Regions from separate parts of the Sus scrofa genome. Here region 1 is linked to region 2. A link is a contact called in public Hi-C data. All regions are on one chromosome and are shown on one strand. The core of a region is the stretch at or near the end of the contact, and the rest is flanking DNA. Distances in the headings are between cores, read along the strand shown.

The links. A called contact is a pair of places that touch in the nucleus more often than the background predicts.
Region 1: a Hi-C map of skeletal muscle shows a contact between it and region 2, with 4 times the contacts expected there. The contact joins the promoter of COG2 here to the promoter of CAPN9 in region 2. A contact is called at or near these places in 1 of 5 promoter capture datasets (liver), 15 of 47 Hi-C or Micro-C datasets (alveolar macrophages, brain, fetal heart ventricle and 9 more) and 1 of 2 datasets of contacts at active chromatin or transcription factors (skeletal muscle).

Annotation. Positions count from the first base shown.
Region 1 is chr14:59,700,385-59,705,614 of Sscrofa11.1, forward strand. COG2 (conserved oligomeric Golgi complex subunit 2) reads right to left here and starts at 3,622. Exons shown (of 19, transcript XM_021073991.1): 1 at 3,412-3,622. The coding sequence starts at 3,483.
Region 2 is chr14:59,620,525-59,625,828 of Sscrofa11.1, forward strand. It overlaps CAPN9 (calpain-9), which reads right to left and starts at 3,029. Exons shown (of 19, transcript XM_021073119.1): 1 at 2,581-3,029. The coding sequence starts at 2,793.

The sequences.
Region 1 (5,230 bases), core at 2,372-4,871, 80 kb after region 2:
AGCTATTGGCAGCCAGATGTAGGACTTCCCACTCGATAGCACTATTTTTCTCCACCAAGCAGGAGATGGTGTCATATGCTGGGATGGGGGGAGCTATGATCTCCACAGAACTCCTAGGCAGATGCATCTAAGTTCTTCTTGTTATTATCAGCTGCCTTCTCTCCTACTGCCAACATCGTACATCCTATTAGCTGGCTGTCAAACCCCCCCACCCCCAACAAGATGCTTGTTCTTTTTTTTTAAGCTGACAAGGCTAACGGTATGATGTCACGGCCACCTCTGCCCCAAGTGATTCTCCTTCCGCCATTCCTATCTTTTAATCACCTACATCTTTCACAAACCTGTCCCCTCCTCTGTGTTTCTCATTAGATCTCATTAGGACCACGAAAATCACTTTTTCTTTTTCTTTTTTGGCCACCCTGCAGCAAGTGGAGTTCTTGAGCCAGGGATCAGATCTGAGCCACAGTTGCGACCTACACCACAGCTACAGCAAAGCTGGATACTTAACCCACTGTGCTGGGCCGGGGATCAAACCTGCAACCTGGTGCTGCAGAGACACTGCCGATCCCTTTACATCACAGTGGGAACTCCTGAAATCACTTTTAAGTAGCCTCCTGCCACTAGTCGGCTCCAATGCAAGACAGACCATGTGATTTCCTGCTTTAAATTTGACTGTACCTCCACAATGAACAAGGTAGCAAGCACAAACCCCGCAGCATACGACAACTTGCAGCCCCACCCATTTGCCTATCCACCTTCCGGTCTCACCCTGGCCATCCTTCCACCCTCTGGACCAAGGGCGGTTTCTCGGCATACCTGGTCTTCCTATCACCATGCTCAAGAGTCAAAACCGTACCTTACCCATCCTGGTACCATCATGTCTAGACTGCTGCCTGACACCAAGCAAGTGACCGATGAAGGCCTGCTTGTAAAATGAGCAATCGCTTCCACTGCCCTAACAGGTCCTCATCATGTCTGGCAGATTAAAGACACAGTTTCCAATCAAATGGCTGGATTTCAAGTAATCTCAACTCTCCTAATGCAAATCTGATATTCCCTAACTTTCCCAAAGGCACAAAACATGCCCAGTTATAAAACATGTTGAATGAAACACAGATGTAGGACTATAACCTGAGAGCAAGCTCTCCACCCATCATCTCTGCCAGCAAACTAAAACTCATTTAAAAAAATGTCTCTTCGAAGGAAGCACAAATTGCAAATCACCTCTCTCTCCAGGTCCCACCTAGAAAATCAACACCACTTAACACAGAACAGCTGTTGTGTGTGTGCTCTTCACCTACGTGTGAAGTCACATGTATCAGCACTACAGACTGCAGAGCAGTCAGCCATGAGAGGCCATGAAAGAGGCCAGGAGCCATGAAAGAATATGGAACGGCTGCCATTCCAGCCATCTCCCCAGTTTCCTACTTTAGAACTTACATCTTGAGGTTTCTACCTTCCAATGCTGCTTTGACTAAAGGCATTCTGTCAGCTCAGAGCAATAAACACGGTGCGCCTAGTGAGTCAGAAGGAATGCTGGTGCTGAGCCTGAAGGAAGCCTTGAAGAAGGCCAAAGGTTGACAAGCTCTCTGTTTTCTGAGATTCCAGAAATCAGAAGTCAGAACAAGGCCCCTGATCTCTGCCTGTGCCTTTTCTTCTTCCAAGGCGCTGCTCCTCAGCATATCGTTCCCCAGCATGTTCCCTTTTTCTACCCTGGCTTCAGGACAGCGCTCAGCCAGGGGGCGGAACAAAGGTTCCTGGAACACACAGTTCACTCTGTACTCCCTTTCAAGCTACACCCTTCATTAGAGGGATTTAGCAGAAACTTCACTGTATAAGAACAAAAGTGTTATTCCTGGGTCCAGACAGACCTGCATACTAAAAAAGATACGGCCACACTGGAGAGGATACAGGTGTAATTACTTTAAAACCAGAAATGAGATCTGAAGGCAAGTATCGAAAAGAGATAGGCTAACTAACCTAGAAAAAGTGAAATCAGATCATAACTTGAAGTCATCAAGAAAGAACAGTAAGAGATTTAACCTCACTTGCCTAAAAGTTTAGGTGTCTACTGAGCCAAAACTTTTAACATTTTAACACTGAAATCAAAACCACCAAGTGGTATCAAAAATCCCCATCCTGAGTTTGGGATTAGCAGATGCAAACTATTACATTTAGAATGGATAGGGAGTTCCCGTCGTGGTGCAGTGGTGAACGAATCCGACTAGGAACCATGAGGTTGCGGGTTCGGTCCCTGCCCTTGCTCAGTGGGTTAACCGTCCGGCGTTGCCGTGAGCTGTGGTGTAGGTTGCAGACTCGGCTCGGATCCCGCGTTGCTGTGGCTCTGGCGTAGGCTGGTGGCTACAGCTCCGATTCAACCCCTAGCCTGGGAACCTCCATATGCCGCGGGAGCGGCCCAAGAAATAGCAACAACAACAACAACAAAAAGACAAAAGACAAAAAAAAAAAAAAAAAAAAAAAAAAAAGAATGGATAAGCAATGAGGTCCTGCTGTTATAGCACAGGGAACGATAACCACTCACTTGTGATGAAACATGATGGAAGACAATATGAGAAAAAGAATGGACATATATGTATGACTTGGTCACTTTGCAATTGATAGAACACTGTAAATCAAGTATAACTTCAAAAATTTTTAAAAATCCCCATCCTTAGAAATTCAAAATAAATATATATTTTTTGTAATGGTTTAAGAACTGACCCAGAGAGATACGCCAAACAGGTATACAAAGTCCTTCCTGGCTCTGACTGAAATCCTGGTCATTTTCAAGGCGGTGCTTTCTGACCCTTTATTATCTGCAAAATGTTTTCCGTTTATATTTCTATTCTATCTACGTAAGTTTATATCCTACAATTACCTGCAGACCAATTTCAAGTAGGGCAACTTCAGGAAAAGGGAATGGTTTGCTTCGTTGTAATGCAACAAAATCAGTAAGAATATCCTAATCTTATAAATATCTCAGAAGCTTTAGGTCAATGTTATGAAAAGCATTTCCGTCAAGTGTCTTTTTTCCCCACCTGATCTCTGGGTGGGGACGTGGATTCTCAGACTTGGTCAGTACTTACAGTACATACTTCTAAGTGCAAGGATCTGGCCAACAAGCTTGTCTGGCCAAGGACCTGGCAACCAGACCGCTCTGCATGGCAACGGGGTCGGGTAATAACAGGGTCTTTCACACTGAGCTCAAAACCACTTGCCCAGAACTTCCAGGCCTTTCCACACACTACGCGCGACTTCGCAGACGCGCTTTCTCCAGTCTGCACCTGCCACACCTGAGGCCGAGAGACTCACTGCAAGCGCAGCGAGGTCCCGCCGAGGGCCGGTCTCGCGCGGGCGCGGCCCTAGACAGGGCGGGAGCAGGCGGGAAGGGGCGCGAGGCCGGGCGCGCACCTTCATGAACTCGTCCTTGTCGAAGCAGAGTGTGTCCGGCCCCTTGGGCAGGTTCATCCTACTCTTCTCCATCCCGCCGGTCGCCGCCTCTCAGCGCTGACACCCCAGCAAGGAGAAGCAGCCGGCTGCGTGCACGGACTCGGCGGCCGCAGCCACGACCCGTTTCCACGGCACAGAGGGCACCTCTTCCGCCAACATGGCAGCGCCCGCCCCGCAGCCAATCAGCGAAGTGCACCGGGGGGCCGGCCTCCGTCCGCCGCCCCTAAGAGGGGCGCTGGGACAGCCGCCGCAGCCGCGCTGCGGATCGTGCTGCCCTCCTACGGGAGGAGGGCGTCTCTGCAGCTCACGCTGGCTCTGGCCACTTTAGGGCTCCCAGGGGGGCGGGATTGAGTGTGGAGAGAGCAGCAGTGTGGGTGGGGGGGGGGCTCCCTCCCAGCCACCCTTTCTGCTAGGAAAAATCTGTCTGCAATGTTCTTCCTGCGTCTTCTCCCTATCTTGCTTCGCGGAGAGAGCATGTCAGCCTCTGGGTTCTCAGGCCGGTGGTCCAGGCTTGGGCTCAGTGCCAGGTGGGCAATCCAAGAGCAACTTGGGGTCTTCAAGGCTCTTAAAGGAGCTCCTCATAACCTGCCTAGTCACTAAACAAATACATCTGCACACATGGTTATTTTTCATCTAAACCAGGAGTGGGCAGATGTCAGAATCTGTGGCCAGTGTTGGTGCGATCAAACCGGGAACTGAGGTTTGGCACTTGCCATCAGCCTCTACATGGATTAAATTGTGAGCCACTGCAGCTGCCCACCCGCAGCACCCCTGGGTGGAGTTCAGGGTGGAGACCAGAAGTGAAGTACTCTGTGCTCTTAGGAAACTGGAAGAACAGGTCTTAAGATAGTCAGATATTTTTAGGAGAAGATATTATGCACCCAATTCTTGCATCTCCTATCTAGAAAAACACTAAAATCCTTCATGGTGATGTTTGCTCCTCTTGACTAGTAGTAACCTTAAGGACGCCAGCAGCAAACTTCTGTAAAATGTGTGCGTGGTTGCATGCACCTCCCCCTCACCTTTATCAGATACCCCGATACTATTTTCCCTGCCTCTTTGGAGCAGTATTTCGGAGCTCTCTGAAATGGATGTCACGGCCATCTGCAAATGAAGCCACCTCCAAGCATGGACCACAGAGGGAGTCCTGAGGGAACCCAGGCTATGAGAACCTAGGCTACTTGCCCTGATAGCTGAGGTGCATATCCAAGGAATGATTTCAGCGAGCCCAGACCTCTTTTGTTCCAACTACTTGTCCTTTATTGCAAAAAAACCTCTTGTATATCCCGACTCCTCTCTCATCTCCTCAGAGCAGTTTCTCAGGGCCACCTGAGATGCTGTCTCCTAGGCTTCATTTTGCCCCAAATAAAACTTAACTCTCAGGAGTTCCTGTTGTGGCTCAGCGGCAATGACCCTGACTAGTATCCATGAGGACAAAGCTTCAATCCCTGGCCCCTCTCAGTGGGTTAAAGATCCAGTGTTGCTGTGGCTGTGGCCAAGGCCAGCAGCTATAGCTGTGATTCGATCCCTAGCCTGGGAACTTCCATATGCTGCACCTGCAGCCCTAAAAAGAAAAAAATAAACTTAACTCTCAACTTTCAGGTTGTGCATTTGTTTAAGTCAACAAACCCACCCCAACATCTCAGACTTTCTTCCTCCACCTGCCCCCATACATCCCAATTTTATTTTGACATTCTCTTCCTTACTCTTTCTCCCATTGGCCCTCCCTCTAACTGTGAAAACCATGGTCAATGATGATGATTCATTTCAGTTTTTTTCT
Region 2 (5,304 bases), core at 1,779-4,278:
AGATGCCCAATCTCTTCACTCAGCTCCTCTTAGCCTGCGGCAGACCCACCCCTGGGTGACCTCACCTTCTCACCCCCACCGAGTGCATTGTTGCCCTGGCTCCTTGAGGGGCAGGACTGGCTGCCTGCACCTCTGTTGTCCCCTGACTGTCCTGGCTCTGCTGGCTCTCCTGTGCCCCGCCCCACCCCAAGCACAGCTGTGTTTGACAAGAAGGTGGGGCAGGCAGGGTGCCCACCCCAGTTCAGTGGACACCGGCGCTGGTGGCTGGAACATGCACCACATGAGCGCCAAACAGAAGTGCAAACCACACTCCAGCCACAGAGGCTGCTGGAGAGACCTTCCCCAACTCTCACCGTTTCCCGGCTGCCCCGGGTCTCCCTCCTGCAGGGGAACATAGATTCCCACCGGCCCCTCACTCCTGATGTCCCAGAGTAGGAGACACACAGAGCGTGTTTCTGGGGGCGAAGACGGGGTGTCTTCTCAGCACAGACAAAGCAAAGGGCAGGACAGATTCTGATGCTGAACCCCCAGGAAGGGCTGCAGCCCAGCTACGATAAATCAAAGCCCTGTCCAGACCTTGGTGGAGAGTGGAAGGGCTCCTGGTATCCAGTCTGCTAGGTGGGGTCCTTGCCCATCACTGGAGACAATACTGAGCAGTGGCAAAGATGAACACCTCCCAGAGCTGGGGTCTGGGTGATGGAATCCCCTGGGGGTCCTGGCAGCAACCTGGGGGCGGGGGGCGGTGTTGGGGGATGCCGCACCCAGGACAGGGTGGCAATAGGGATGGCCTCATGGACTAAGACTGCAGACAGGGAGACGGTTAGGAGGGAAGGGAGTTACTGGAATTTCTCAGAAGAAAAGGCTTGGTTATTCTCTGCAGCCTTGTCAGACTTGGGAAAATACTAGACAAGCAGAAGCTGGTATGTAGACATGTGCTTGTGTGCTTGTGTACGCGCGCGCGCGCGCGCACACACACACACACACACACACACAACACACACGGCCTACAACAGGAAATAGCAAGAAAGAGCTTAACCCTGTGTAAATAACAGCTTATGTGTGCTTTGGGCCCAGCCCTGAAGAGCCCAGAGATTTTGGTGTTTGTTTAAAATAGACGTATTATATAAAAATAAAAAATACAAATAAAACGGAGTTTTCTGATGGCCTAGTGGTTAAGGACTTGGCATTGTCACTGCTGGGATATGGGCTTGATCTCTGGCCCGGGGAACTTTTGCATGCTGTGGGCTCAGCCAAAAATAAATAAACAAATAAATAAAATAGATGTTATGCCTTTTTTTTTTTTTATTTTGTCTTTTTGCCATTTCTTGGGCCTCTCCCGCGGCATATGGAGGTTCCCAGGCTAGGGGTCTAATCGGAGCTGTAGCCGCCAGCCTAAGCCAGAGCCACAGCAACGCAGGATCCACGCCGCGTCTGCAACCCACACCACAGCTCATGGCAACTCCAGATCCCTAACCCACTGAGCAAGGCCAGGGATCAAACCCACAACCTCATGGTTCCTAGTCAGATTCGTTAACCACTGCACCATGACAGGAACTCCTAGATATTATGCTTTTAAAACATGGGCATTATTTAACGTGGGGAGATGGAGAGGTGCCTCTCACAGTGAGAGGAGATCCAGAGCTGCTGGTGATGCTGCTGCAGCCAGGACAGCAGTAAGGCTAACAGCTGCCCCCTGCCCAGTACCTTCTGCCTGCTAGATGACTGTCCTACACTGGCCATTACTATTACCACCTTATGGTGAGGGGACTGGGGCCTGGTAACTTCAGTGATGAGAGCACAGTCACAGGCACATTAGTGGCAGGTGGCACAAACACACAGGCTCTCCCCTTTAGGTCCAGTCCCCCCCTGCCTGGCCCATGGGAGCCGCTCCCAGACCTGGACCCACCCCAGGGGAGGAGAGCCAGCCGGCACCAGGTCAGAGGTCAAGGTTTGACTAATCCAGCATGACAAATATTGACTCCTTATCACACCAGCTGGTGCTGCCTGAGACCATCACTGCCTGGTCAGGGGATACATGGTCTGGGGAGAGAACGCCTGCTTCTCGTGCCCCCTGTGCATCACACACATCCTGAGCGCTTGCTGAGCGAGCTTCTGTACAGGCTGAGCACCCTGGGCTCCGGCCAGAAGCCCTTGAGCACCTGGTGTGCAGCGTCTCAGCATTGGCACAAGGGATTTGGGGGGACTGTCCACCACCCATTTCTGCCTTTTGCCCTTGGGATCTGGTGGGATGTGTCACCTGACACCTCTGGATAGAGCTTTGACCCTCCCATCCTCCCCACCCCGCTTACCACTTGCTGGTGAGACCCTCTCTGACCCTGGGTCCTGGGCTTCAGGTGGCAGGGGGGACCATGGACCTGGGGGAGCAGCCAGATACCTGGGTACCACCCAGAGCATCCTGTGTCCCTGAGCATCAAATGGCACAGCCCATTGGCGGTGGACTTGGCAGGTGCACTTAGTCCAGTTTGTGCACAGCTCCCCCTTCCCAGTCCCCCACACCCCGGGCCACAGAGCCGCACCCCACCCTCATCCGCTGCCCCCACCGCTCTGGGTCTCACTCACCCCTGGCCGTTTCCAAACGAAAGGGATCTGGGGCCTCTCGCTGTAGAAGAGAGACGAGCTATCAGCTGGGAAGTCTGTGTCCTCAAACAGGACGCCCTTCTGCAGGCACGCCCGCCTCAGCTCCTCGAAGCTCTGGCCAGAGGAGTGGGTGATGCGGGCATCCTTGGGGGTGGGGGGCTCCTGAGGCCCGGGGGCCCGGTAGAGGTGAGGCATGGCCAGCAGAGGGTGGGAGGAAGAGTGTGGGTGCTGGTCAAAAAGAGCCAGCGCAGGGCAATGGGCTGAGTGGCCCTTGGCCTCCACCTGCTTTCCTGGGAACCTCCCTGATAGACAGAAATGGGGCACGCCCTAATGGCAAATGGTAAGAGGGCCTCTGCCCTCCTGGGGGCACCTGTGGGCGTGGATGGAGCTCCAAGCCTGGGCCAGTTCTGGGCGGAGGCAGCACCTTGGCTTAATGCACGGGGAGACCCCGTGAGACAGGGTGGCTTTATGGGCAAGAGAGTGAGATGCCAGATTGGTCCACGAGGTGGCAGGCAGCGCTGGCTGTGCTGTGGGGAGAGGGTGACCTTGAGTCACCTCTTAAGCCAGAGACTTGTGGAGTTCTGTAGTCTGAAGGGAGCTGAGTGAATGGCAGTAGTACATGTTGCCTGGACAGCTTTCTCACAGCCTCTCTGATTTAGGTCAGGGTTGGCAAATTCTTTCTGTCAAGAACCAGAAAGTCAATCTTCCCAGCTTGGGGGGCCCTGCAGTCCGTGTTGCAACTATTTAGCTACGGCTTGTAGAATGAAGGCAGCCACTATGCTTCGGGAAGGAAAAAGTGTGGCTGTGTGCCAGTCAGATGCTACTTGTGAAAACAGATGGGGAGCTCCCTGGTAGCCTAGCAGTTAAGGATCTGGTGTGGTCACTGCTAGGGAAAGTGTTTGATCCCTGGCCTGGGAACTTCTGCATGCTGCAGGTGTGGAAAAACAAAAACAAAAACAAAATTTCTATGGCTGTGCCTGGACTTCTAGGGATGAAATAGTTCTTCGGGCTTTCTGAGATGCTCTTTCCAGGTTATAATCCTCAAATTTGGCTCCAATCAAATTTTCCATTTCTTTCTTAGATCAACTAATTTTTTTGTTGACACTAAGCAGCTGCTCTGTCAGTATTTTGGGAGGATCCAAGTGAAAAGAAAACCCAAAATATAACATCTAGCCTCAGGGAATCCTTTGATAAAAAGGAAGTACAAAAGTTGAACTTGGAACAAAAATTAAAAGCCAAATATTTGGAGTTTCCGTCGTGGTGCAGTGGAAACAAATCCAACTAGGAACCATGTGGTTGCAGGTTCAATCCCTGGCCACGCTCAGTGGGTTAAGGATCTGGCATTACCGTGAGCTGCAGTGTAGCTCGCAGATATGGATCGGGTCCTGCGTTGTTGTGGCTGTGGTGTAGGCTGGCAGCTGTAGCTCCAATTTGACCCCTAGCCTGGGAGCCCCCATATGCTCTAAAAAGCAAAAAAAAAAAAAAAAAAAAAAGCCAATTCTCCCTCCTACTCCCGTCTGTCCCCAACTCCCTGACCCTCCAGGAGACCTTCTGCATCTCTGGGCCTCTAGTTTAAACCTCCCCCCGACCCCCATCTCAAAATCTTCAGCCAGTTCCCTTAGAGCCTAAGAGGCCAGCTTCCAGCTGCCAGTTTTAACCCCCTTCTCTCTAGAAAACTTACAGAGGGCATCAGCCCTGACCTCCGGCTCCGAGCAGGAGGGAATGAATTTAGCAGAGTAGCCTAGAAGGGCAGGGAGGTGCCTCCTGCTGTCCCTCTGACTGTCTCCTCTCCAGAGCTCTGTAATCAGACCCTGCCAGCCTCAGACACTCCTGTCCAGTGTTCTTCACCCCAGAGAATTCATGTTCATGGGATAGCAGCTGACCTTGAAATTATAAAACGCTCTTACCTTCACAAGAGAGGAGGAATTGGAAAGATTAGCAGCTGTTCTTAACCCCATGCACAGAGCCAATGACTGGCTCTCGAGGGGCATTCTTCCTGCCCACAACCATCCTGTACTGAGCATCCTGGAGAGCTAAGCCCTCCAGGAATTTGATGGCCACACCCTCTCCCAGGCCCACCTGCCAGTGACCAGGAGGGGGCTCTACTGGAAGCTAATCAGGTTAGTAGGAGCAAATTCAGAGGCATTTCTCCCCCGGGGAAGTTAATGGTCAAAGATTGAAATTTTGCACTCAGAAAGGAAAGACAAAGACAAATACCATATGATATCACTTATAACTGGAATCTAATATCCAGCACAAATGAACATCTCCAAAGAAAAGAAAATCATGGACTTGGAAAACAGACTTGTGGCTGCCTGATGGGAGAGGGAGGGAGTGGGAGGGATCGGGAGCTTGGGGTTATCAGACACAATTTAGAATAGATTTACAAGGAGATCCTGCTGAGTAGCATTGAGAACTATGTCTAGATACTCATGTTGCAACAGAACAAAGGGTGGGGGGAAAATGTATACATGTAAGGAAAACTTGATCCCCTTGCTGTACAGTGGGAAAAAAATAAATTATAAAAAAATAAAAATAAAAAATTTAAAAAAAAAAGAAAGGAGATCATCTAAAAGCCTTTGTTGGACGTTTTGTGCCAACTTTTCAAAGGCTCTCTGCATTTAACCTGGAATTCTGGAGCAGAGGAAGCTCCCTAATTTCTTCTGCTCTAGTAGGAAATGCTTTTCCTGATATTAAAAGACAAAT